Regions from separate parts of the Sus scrofa genome. Here region 1 is linked to region 2. A link is a contact called in public Hi-C data. All regions are on one chromosome and are shown on one strand. The core of a region is the stretch at or near the end of the contact, and the rest is flanking DNA. Distances in the headings are between cores, read along the strand shown.

The links. A called contact is a pair of places that touch in the nucleus more often than the background predicts.
Region 1: a contact with region 2 is called in a Hi-C map of fetal liver, with 1.5 times the contacts expected there. The contact joins two enhancer-like sites. A contact is called at or near these places in 1 of 5 promoter capture datasets (liver), 14 of 47 Hi-C or Micro-C datasets (alveolar macrophages, blood, embryonic fibroblasts and 7 more) and 2 of 2 datasets of contacts at active chromatin or transcription factors (alveolar macrophages and skeletal muscle).

The regions. Positions count from the first base shown.
Region 1 is chr18:36,943,964-36,949,111 of Sscrofa11.1, reverse strand. All of the region lies in intron 8 of ELMO1 (engulfment and cell motility protein 1), which reads right to left. Among named protein-coding and RNA genes, the nearest start is that of ELMO1, 190 kb to the right of the region's middle. Within about 2 kb of position 3,196, at least 6 of the 83 cell types and tissues checked have an H3K27ac peak or open chromatin away from gene starts, as enhancers often do. A contact at or near this core is called in fetal liver, where this site is marked.
Region 2 is chr18:36,791,914-36,797,701 of Sscrofa11.1, reverse strand. All of the region lies in intron 5 of ELMO1 (engulfment and cell motility protein 1), which reads right to left. Among named protein-coding and RNA genes, the nearest start is that of ELMO1, 40 kb to the right of the region's middle. Within about 2 kb of position 3,716, at least 14 of the 83 cell types and tissues checked have an H3K27ac peak or open chromatin away from gene starts, as enhancers often do. A contact at or near this core is called in fetal liver, where this site is marked.

The DNA.
Region 1 (5,148 bases), core at 1,947-4,446, 150 kb before region 2:
TCTTCCCTAAAATGGGAAGCACAAGTCATTGCCTAGAGGATGTAGTAAGCAAGAGAGGTGACAGATGAGCTGTGTCTGGCCCAGAATCGGTTCAAAAATGAGAGCAATCAGGACTGTTACACCAAGAGCAGCGTGCATCCCTTTTGTCTGTGCCTTCTCAGTTGGCAGCTCATTTGCCTTCTGTCTCTTGCTCTTCCCTAAAAAAAATTTTTTAATCAGTGCTTTATATTCGGGACTAAAAAAGATAAGTAGAAGAGCCACTGATATGTGCATTAAAATCTTCAAGGTCCTGACAGAAAGGTAGATCAAAATCAAACACAGACATCTGCTTCAGAGATTATTCTATCAGGAAAATCACAGCGACCCCACCTCTTGTATTAGGGGCTGATGGAATCCTTTGCTCTCTGAGGATGCCTAACTTGGGATGTAAACAAAGGAAAAGGCTTGGCCTGGCTCTAATTTCACAAATTCCATCCAGACAGTGTAGAGCATCCCTTAAGAGGTGGGTTTCCAGGTAGGACAGTCTCAACTGGACCCACATTTCACTTGTTACCTAGGGAATCTGGTACAAGTGACAGCAGTCCTTTTTGCACCAGCTTGTTCCTGTGTAAAATAGGGCTGGTGCCTGTCTCCTAAGGCTGCTCGGAGGATTAAATGAAACAATCCATTTAAAGAGCTTAGAACAGTGAATGGCACATGGCAAACACTCATCCAAAAAAGTTAGCTCTTTATTCATAACTGATAATATCCAAAAGGCACGTTGATGCATATGCTTAGTTGTATTTAGCTCATCTCTATATGTAATCCGATCCGTAAAAATAATAGTATGATCTATGTTATCCTAAGTCTAAGACCCTAAAGGCAGCAGCACGCATACAGCAGAATAAAAAACATTAGCAACCGTATGCCTCTTCTATCAGCAGATCAGAGTGGCTGAGGAGGAGGCCTGGCACACAGCATGCTCCACATCAAAGGCTGGGAACCCTGCACTCACCCTTTTTTCATACTCGGGCCTCTAGGTCTGTTTCAGAGGGGTCTTCTTTGATGCAATCCTCCAAGCGTTCAATAAGGGCGGTGTGTGTGTGTGTGTGTGTGTGTGTGTGTATGATTTTACTTACTTATCCTGCCTACTGGCTATCTCCCCTCTACCCGTGAACATACACTACCTGCCACGGCACTGGCAGGCACTGTTCTCCCTTCCTGCAGTGAGCAATAGACTGGCCAGCTTTGTCTCATCAACAGGTTGTCAGGTTGTGCCGGTGACCTTTGGGAAGCAGCTTTCAACAGGACCAACCCAGCAGCATTCACCTGCGTCCAGGGTCACCTTTACCCAGCCCGCTAAGAAACACTACTAGCTGACATCTAAACTGACATATAAAAGCATGTGGGGAAGGAAAGAAAAAAAAATGGGCAAACTCCCTCCCTCCAAATAGAGAGGGGATTCTGTAAAAACGAAGACTGTATCCATCAGCTCACCGTGCTAGGAAATTGCTCCGTGCCCCTTTCTGGGAAGTCAGTCTTTAATCCCCATACCTTTACGTGGCTTCAGAATCACCACGGGCATCAAAATGCAGGTTTCCAGGACTCCCACCCCTCTGGAGCCACTCACTCAGGGGTCTGGGATGCTGCACATCACTAGGCTCCCAAGTAATTCGGAGGCACAATAAAGTTTGGCATCTCTGCAGTCTGATGCGTAAGACCACAGAGCACACGGGGCGTAAGTATTCTGAATTTCAAGGTAATAAAGTGAAGCAAACAAGACTCATGCCAGCTCCCCAAAATGGAAGAGGAGAAAGCAGCAGAAAGAACAGTTCTGCAGGAAAATGTCCAAACAGCACACAATGTTCAGGAAAATGACAAGGGGCCCAGTGACAGCCCGCGAAAGCCCCGCTGTCGCATTTACTCACACCCAGCAGTGGCAGACTGTACTAGCCCCTGACATTCACAGGCGTCTCCATAGGACGTCTTTGTGTTCCCCCACAGAGCCAGCTCCGTGACTCGGCCTCTGTGCGGATGGGATAATAAGATCCTGCAGAAAAATGTCACTGTTGTCATAGTTTTTCCCTCTGAAATTGGTTTTTCTCAGTATGCCAACTTTCTATCTGGCCGGACAAATTAAGAATTATTCCCTGGTCAAAAATTCCAAATTCTACCCCTCTTCCTGTTATTGAGCAAGGAAAGCAGGAGGTCAGGGGTGGGGTGGGGGCGGAATTACGACCCCCCCCCCCGCCCCCCCAGGTCCAGGCGGCTCCAGGGTCTTTTCTTGGCTCTGTCTCTCTTCCTCCTCATTCTGTCTTTGTCCATCTCCCTCTCCCGATGTGACGAGGTCCTTCCTTTGGACGTATGACTAGGAAATAACACAGTTCTTCAGACTCATTACTCGATTATCACAAAGACTGATTTTGCGTGCAAACCTGATCCTTTCTGTCCTTTGTATGTTCATTTTTGTGATCTTCGAATTTTGGGGCTGAAGGAAATAACGAAGGACAGCGTATGACATGCTGGTTGCTAGGTTACAGAGCGATGCCTCTACACGGAGGACTACGGGTCTACCATTTGAGGAGGAGGACAGAAATACTCGAAAATAAATCCCAACCCCCTATAAGCCAGGGAAAAAAGAGGTGAGGGTGGGGGAAAAGGATAGGAAAGAAGGGGTGGCAAAACCTCCTAAATGCCCATTCCCCATAACTAACACTCCAGCCTTTTCAGGTCCTGAGCATCAGCCACCACGGTCCTCCCTCCCCTCCCCGCCCAACCCCAGGGGACTTTAGCAGTTTATCACCACCCGTGGATTGAAGCATCTGAATTTGACTTCTTTTCCACCCCCCTTTTTTTCTCATGTTCCTAACTAGATGCTAGTCCCAGGTATGGTTTTTCTTTAATCATTTCCTTCTCACTGCACCCAGGGACCCTTCACACGGTTCCCAAACCCAAAAGGCAGACAAGCCAGGTGTTGAGTAAGATAGCGTCCACTGCCCTTTTGTGCTGTATAAACACAGACCATGATGAAGGAAGGCCTGGGAGGCTTTGTTCTCTTTCTACCTGTCACGAGACCTGGGTGAGGGGAGTGGCAGGAGGCAGAGAGACAGCCCCACTGGAGCCCAAGGAGTCTCTGGGACCTGGTGAGCCCCAGGGGAAGAACGGGAGGAGAAGGCCTGTCTCCCTTGGCATTTTACTCCACTGCTTGTAGAAGAGGAGATAAAGAACAATGTTTTACTGGAGAAGAACCTGCTTATCTTAAAGGAACAGGCCCTCTTAGATGTTCTCTGCTGCTAAAAAGAGGCGCCCCTTTAGAAAGGTGGGGAAGCTGCTAGTTCCCTAGCCAATTTCACATGGCAGGAGTGAGAACACATCTGCCTTTACCCGGTGACCGGATCCCAGGCCCAAAAGCTCAGGGCAGAACCTGTCCATGTCTACATCCATGTCCCTCTAACACCTTGGACAAGAACCATCGGAGTGCGGTCTGTTAAGAAATGATGGAAGGTCGTTATTTAGATGGTGAATCTTGAACGCAGCTTTGAAGTCAGAGTAGCCAGTCCCCTTCGGCACAGAGGTGAGGAGGATAATTTTGACAACACGGACAGGAGAATAAGCACCAGCAAGGTACACTGTGAGCTTCAAAGAGTGAGGATATGTATTCAAAAACTCTCTTTCCACTTCAGGGCTGGACTGGGGGAATAATAAGGGAGTGAGGATGATGGACCAGCAGGGGTCTGGGGGCCTGGAGCCAAGTGCACTGGGCTGGAAGGAAGGAAGCCCAGGCTGAGCCTGCACGAACTGACTTCCCATGTGACCTTGGGCAGGTCCGTTGGCTTCAGTCTCCTCATCAACGGAATGGAAGCAAGGGGCCCAAGCCCAAGGTCAATTCTCTTCACTTCTCTTTTATTCGCAATGCAGTAAAGAGGGGACATTTAAGGCTTTTGAGCAAGTTGGCCGATATGATGAAGGGGGTGTGTGAGAGAAACGAATCTATCAGGAGCAGTGAATCAGACTGGAAAGGGAGGAAATCAAGGAGACCGGGCAAGGTGGTGGAGGGACCCAGCAGTACCCTGCCACCTTGCAGGGCTTGGCACGTCCTAAGTTAGACCCCAGGCTCCAACCACGCAACCACTGGCTCTGAGCATCTCTCGTCTCCAATTTAACAATCTAATAGATGAGCCCAAGAACCAAAAAGCTAGGAAGCAATAAGTTCTATGACAAAAATATGTGCCTTCCTCCCATTCATAAGTTGAAGGGCAGTAAATAGACACCCATTTTTCATGGGTGATTTTGTAACGTTTAACAAAAGCCTTAAAAATCAAAATCAAATTCTATGTATTTTTCCTTTGGAAACATCAGCGATGCAGCCATTTACATAGGATGTCTATGGCAGCATTGCTTATAACAGAGAAACAAAACTAAAAGCAAGCCCAAGTGGTCCAGCTGTTCATTTATTGCCTCTCAACCCTGAATCCAACATTCTTGGCTGGACGTTGTATCCTGGAGTTGGCCCTTGCAGGCATTTTTCCTCTGCCATCTGGAAGAATGTTAAAGAGCATACTGGAATAATCCTGCCTGAGCCTAGAAAGGCAGTTCGGTTTCGATCCGCTCTTATATGATTGTTATTATTAAATGTAGAAACCCTCGGGCCTCATCCACCCTAGGGTCTCTTCCACCCTCAGGCCCTTCTACGCAGCTCTGCTTACTCCACCATCAGAAGCCACTTCTAAGTAGCTCTGCTTACTCCACCTGCCAGCAACAGACACACTCCCGTCCTTCAGCACAGGCCTGCCTCCTTCATCACTGCAGGGTGTGCCTGGGGGAGCCGTGCCCTCTTTGAAGAAACCTGGGGAAGGGGCAGTTCCCTCTCTTGGTCTTTAGTGCTTAAACTGTTCTCTCCTCTCCATGCTAGAGGCCACAGCTACTTTGCTGCAACCAGAGTCCTTTTTTTTTTAACCCCTGTGCCTATAGTTAACATTTACCAATTTTTAAGTTTTCCCTTTTCAAATAATGGCATGGTTTCTATGTTCTGACTAAACCCTGACAGATTTACCACGTCTTCCAAATGTTACTTAATGTGAAGGAAAATTTAAATAAATATAGTAAAGCTGGCCAATGATACATAATACAGCCATTGGAGTGTGCTGGTATGAAAGAATATTGCATATG
Region 2 (5,788 bases), core at 2,467-4,966:
ACACACGTGACAGTCTAGCAGCTGAACAATCCATACTTATCACCCTACCTGGGGGGAAAAGAAAGTGACTGAGAATTTTACCGCACACTGAGGAGAGTATGTCATTTGTCAGGTACCAAATAAGATTTGATTACAGTGATTAGACAGGTGATTTTTCATGACTATAGTCATGGGGGTGTGGGAACTATACTTTTCAAAGCACAAGCTTGGGGACAGTTTCCATTTGGCACATTTCTCTCCTACACCCACACTTCATGGCAGGTCAGTGCCTACAATGAGGTCTATTTTTTTTTTTTTTTTCTGGGCCACTCCATAAAAGCCATTACTGCTTAATGAGCTGATGAGCCTGTCAGCTAGTGGTTGTCTTCCTGAAGGAGCACAGAGAAGGCATCTAAACAAACTGGCCATAGCCAGAGAGAATGAGTAGAAATGGAAACAGGTGGCTTCTACTTAGGTGACCATAAAGTGAACTGTCCAACCGAGGGCACTTTTGAAAGTGAAAGTTGATACAGTTCATCATGCTGAGATGACAGCGCTGTCCCGGAACTGTTCACTCAGGACTGTAGACATCCTACTTTATTTTCTATTTTTAATCTCTGGAATATTTTCTAATTTGATTTACAGGTTCAGATTAAAGAAGAAAAATTAACACTTGTCTACCACCCACCTGCCCATGAACATTCTCTATTTACAGGAAGTTCCAAATGATTCAGAAAGGGACATTTACAAAGTGTTATTGGAACCATGGAGCTAAGTCCTTAACATGCAACATCATCGTATAAAACCCAGTTCCACTGCATTAAATTCCTGCCAAATGCTCCTCTACAATTGCTCCACAAACTGGGGGGTTCTCACTGGGCTTCTGTCCAGGCTGGACAAGTGCAAACGGCCCCCAAAAGGCTGGGTTCAAGTAAAGGGAAAGACCCCCAACTCGCCATCTCTATTCTCTCTACCCAAACTAAAATAATAAAACAGTAAAATCCCAGGTCAGCTGTCAATGAACGGGGGAGAGAGATCTATTAACAAGCCTTGTTATTTGAGGACCCCACGTAGCTAACATGATTCTTAATGTCAGTTCTTTTAATTCACAAATGACAGAAATTTTCCCTGACCTGTATTTCAGCAGTTTGCTTCTAAATTCCTGATGAAAAGATATCAAACCAACAGTCTCATGAAGATTTTAGGAGGAATTCTCCAAGTTCCTTAGAGGAGATAAAATAATCAATGTATATCTTTAAATGATTTTAGCAAGATATTTGAATAAAAAACTTGAATAAAAAGTACTTAGTATTAACTAAGAATCAGGACTAGAATTAGTAGAATTACTAATCTAGAATTAACTAGAATATGAACGACATCAACAACAACAGCCAATCCAACCCTGTGCTTTCAGGGTACCCTCCTTTATGATTATCATATTTAATTACCTCAGGAACTCTAAGGGGTAGGCGCTTGTTTTCCCATATGAAAGATGTAAAAACTGAGGCTGAGAAAGGTAATTATCTCACACGCAGTCAACCAGCCAAGAGTCAAAAAGACACTTGAACCCTCAACCAAAAAAGTATGTATTTATTCAGCTTTAAACCTCAAAGACGCCTATATTTCAGTTTTTCCCCAATCCAATAGGCCCCTACTCTTTTATTTTTTTCAAGAATTTCAATACCCTTTCCCTCTGGTTTGCATCCAGCTGAGGGAAGGGGTGGGGGACCTCTGGATGATGTCTCTTTAGAAGAAGAGGATGGGCCCAGGACTCAGACTTGAAGGTGGGAGGGAAAGACCTGCTTTCAAGTTTTAGGTTTACAAAGTAAGCCCTCCGCTTTACTTATTTACCAACAAGTATTGTGTATTTATTCAGGTAGGCCTAGAAGGAAGGGGTATAGCTGCCATCTTTCCTGGGATGGGACTCCCTCCACCTGTCCCCTTTCATCTACCTTCCCTGTAGACTTGGGACTTATATTTCTCATTGAATTCCAACTGTGTCTTTTCTTTCTCTCAAATCCTTTAGCACTCCTTTCTGCTCAATCCAAATGCCCAGCTGCTGGTAGAGCTTACACAAGCTCTCTTGCAAACTTTCTCCCTACTCCCCTGATAGTGGGGTACCCTGGACACAGTAGGTTCTTTCTTTTAACGCTCAGATTTCTAGATCTGGGAGTTCCTACTGTGGCTCAGTGATTAATGAATCTGATCAGCATCCACGAGCCATGAGGAAACAGGTTCGATCCCTGGCCTTGCTCAGTGGGTTAAGGATCAGGCTTTGCATGAGCTGTGGTGTAGGTCTCAGACGCAGCTTGGATCCTTCATTGCTGTGGCTGTGGTGTAGGCAGGCAGCTACACCTCCAATTCTACCCCTAGCCTGGGAACCTCCATATCCCGTAGGTACGGCCCTAAAAGTCAAAAAAAAAAAAAAAAATTTCTAGATCCATCTTAAAGACCCCTCCTTGTGCACCCCTTCTTCAGTGAACTGCACACACTCTAAATACACATTGATCCATTTTATAATGAGGATCTATTAATGGGTCTGTTTCTCATACAAGCCCCCTCCCCACACTACTCATGTGAAGTGGGTCTTATAATGTCCATCAAGAGCCTGACTACGGGACATAATATGTGATCAAAACGGCTGCTGAATGAATGAATGAATGAATGAATGATCCTGTATTATGATGGGTGCTTCAAGCCCAGCAATATTTCAGTTTTAAAATATTTATGTGCATTTTAAATATGTCGCACATTTATTTTTAAAATATACTACAGTGACGAAATAAATCTTTATTGTGCTTCTCTCATATTAATCCAGGCAAATATTCTCAAAACGCTCACCTGAAGACTGGAGGGTAACTGGGTAAAGAGTTCTAATGATGTGAAGTCACTTCCAGGCAGTGGACTAAGATGAAAAATGATGGAAACATATTTATTCCTTGATACAAGTGTTGATTTAATGTAATTTATACTGACTTGCTAAAAAAGAGACAAGCACTGGAGAAAACAAGCAGGTGATATAATACTTTCTTTGCTCCTAAAGACCTTCCAGTACTGGGAGAGCTGCGTGGTTGTGTGCGTGTCTGTGTGTCTTTCTCTCTCACACACACGTACATAGACAACACACACTTACTGTTTATTGTGTGAAAGAATTGGTCCCATTCCCCCCAGTCTAAATCTTGGAATACATGGTCACTTCCCACGTCGTAGCCCAGAGTTGGAATAACCGGGGCATGAGGTCCACTATAAAAACGCTGTGAAAATGACGGGGCGGGGCAGTGGTGAGGGCGGGCAGGAGTCAGGTCAAAACCAGCCTTACTGAGCTTGTTGGAATTCTCTCGTCACTCAGCCAAAAATACGAAATCTAACCAAAGTCCCTCCACTGGCTCCCACCTCCAAGCCACATGCCTTCTGGAGGCCAAGGGCAAAGCCAGCCGTAGCTCTGAATTTGGATTAAAGAGCCTGAAAACAGAAAAAAAAAAAATTTATTTTGAAATGCATTACGCTTCGAAATTAAGGGTAATTGTGTGTAGCAGCCTGGAAAATATAGCTCATCCAGGAATGCTCAGCCACAGAACCCCACAGCAGAAAACACTGGCTTTCGAAATGCAATCTAAAAAGAAAAAAAAAAAAAAAAAAAAGAAGGCACAAAGGGCGGAAGGAAGGGTGGAGGGCAGCTATAGGGCTGTGACTTATAAGAAAGCACTGCCTCAAGGAGACATAGCTAGAGCACAAGCCCTGCAATATCGCCACGTTGCTGAAGCCACTAGATGCTGCACTGCTACAGGGGCTGAAGAGAGAAGGTAAATAAAAAGGTTGACAGATAATTACGTAAGAAAACAAATGTGGCAAGATGAGGGCAGAAATCTAACGGACAGAGTGGAAAAGGACTCCCACATGTAGCCGTACTTTAAAGCAGTGTTCTGCTCACACTAATGGAATATCAATATCTGTTATTACCCAAATAGCCAAGGTGTATTTTACAAGCAGAGGAGGTCTTTCACCCAGTTAACTCTTTCCCACGCAGACATGTCCTTAATCTTTGCCCGAGACCTCTGCATGAGCCCGGCTGAGCTCCAGGACCACGGTCCTGCTTCATGTGTCTTACTCCCGTTATGTGGAGGTTACACTGCACGCAGTAACCAGTGGCCAGAATTCAAGACCTTGTGCAAACTCAGACGCAAACTACTAGCTACAGTTTTTGTTTTTGTTTTTCTTATGGGTTTTTTTTTCCCAGCCAGAGGGTGCCAGGAAGAAACACAAACGAAATTCAGGCTTGAAACCGACTTGCGTTAGGAAGACAATTACAACTACAGGAGAAAAGGAAGCCAGGGAGGAAGTTTGGAGAACCAGAGGAAATAAATGAACATAAGGGTGAGACCATCCATCCCTGAATAAACCACCTTAGGGCAAAGACACAACCAGTAAATAGAAAACTGGGGCACTTATAACCGCTGTCTGAGAGCCCACAACTGGACCGATTTATGCAAGAAAACATAACAGTCATTCTTAATCGGGGGAGGGAGGTTGGCAATTGGCAATGTCTGGAGATGTATTTGGTTATCACAACTGGGTGCCCTTACTGGCATCTGCTGGGGAGAAGCCAGAGAGGCTAGTAAACATCCTGGAATGCACGGGACACTCCCCACAACAAAGAATTATCCAGCCCCAAATGTCAACAGTGCTGAGGTTGAGACCGCCTGATATAAAGGGTCAACACAGAATGGGCAATAGCCTGCAGGAAGAAAAAGAAGAGAATCAGTAGCCTCAGCATCATCTAAAGGAGAAATCATCCTGGTTAAAGACTCCAGTCTCTGTTCACGTAGCTGGCATTAATCTACAGGGCAGGAGAAGTAGCAAAAATTATGACTAGCTGGAAAATCCTCTGCTGGATGTATTCCCTCTCCCCAACGGATCCCCTCACCACCAATTGCTTCTATGCTTTGCTATCACCATGACTCATCCACAGAGGATAAAAAATGTTGGCTAAAGAATATATGTCTATTCCTCTTGGCAAACATCATTCTCATTTTTGATTAATGAACTGCATTCTGGCTTACACACTTCAGCATCATGCATGAACTTGGGTGATGGGCATGCTGTCCTTGAGAGAAGGATCCCCCGAGACGAAAGAGGTCAGCTTTGGGATGTGACATCCAAAGGTAGGCACTAACTCTGACAACCTTGGCCTCAGTGATGGCAGACACACCCATGGGTGCCATGGCAACCCAGGACATATCCATCAGAACCAGGGCATTTCTACGGGCATGCAGCAATGAAGGATGCGCTGCAGCATAGCTCAACGTGGAGGTGCTGGCCTAAGACCAGGCTAGTCCTAGAGAACCATCAAGAGAGCAATGAAAACGACACAGACACACAAATAGCAGGGGAGGAAGAGTCAGAAAAGCTGGGTGGAGGCTCAGATCTACCCTCCAATATGCCAGTGACATTTCATTGCTCCAAGCTTCATCTGTACAACGGGATAACAAAACTATAGGAGTTATTCCCCTCCATTTCCAAAACAGCATTCCAGAAGGAAGTGCAGCAGCTGTCGGCAAAAGGAGGAAAATCTTGCGTGGATCGAGTGGCTCCAGGCCCGCGGGGGCAATGCTCAGTCAGGGCCTACTCTACCCTGAGGTCCTAAAACCACTGCTCCTTATCCAGCAAGTACAACCCACCCAACACAGAGTACGTTTCCCAGTGTTTTCCACTGAGGAAAGTTCCATTCCCTACATTAAGTGTCAGGTCTAAAATAGCCAAAACTAGCCTCAGGTCCTAAAATTGAGGTTCCAATAATAATCCTGCTCAG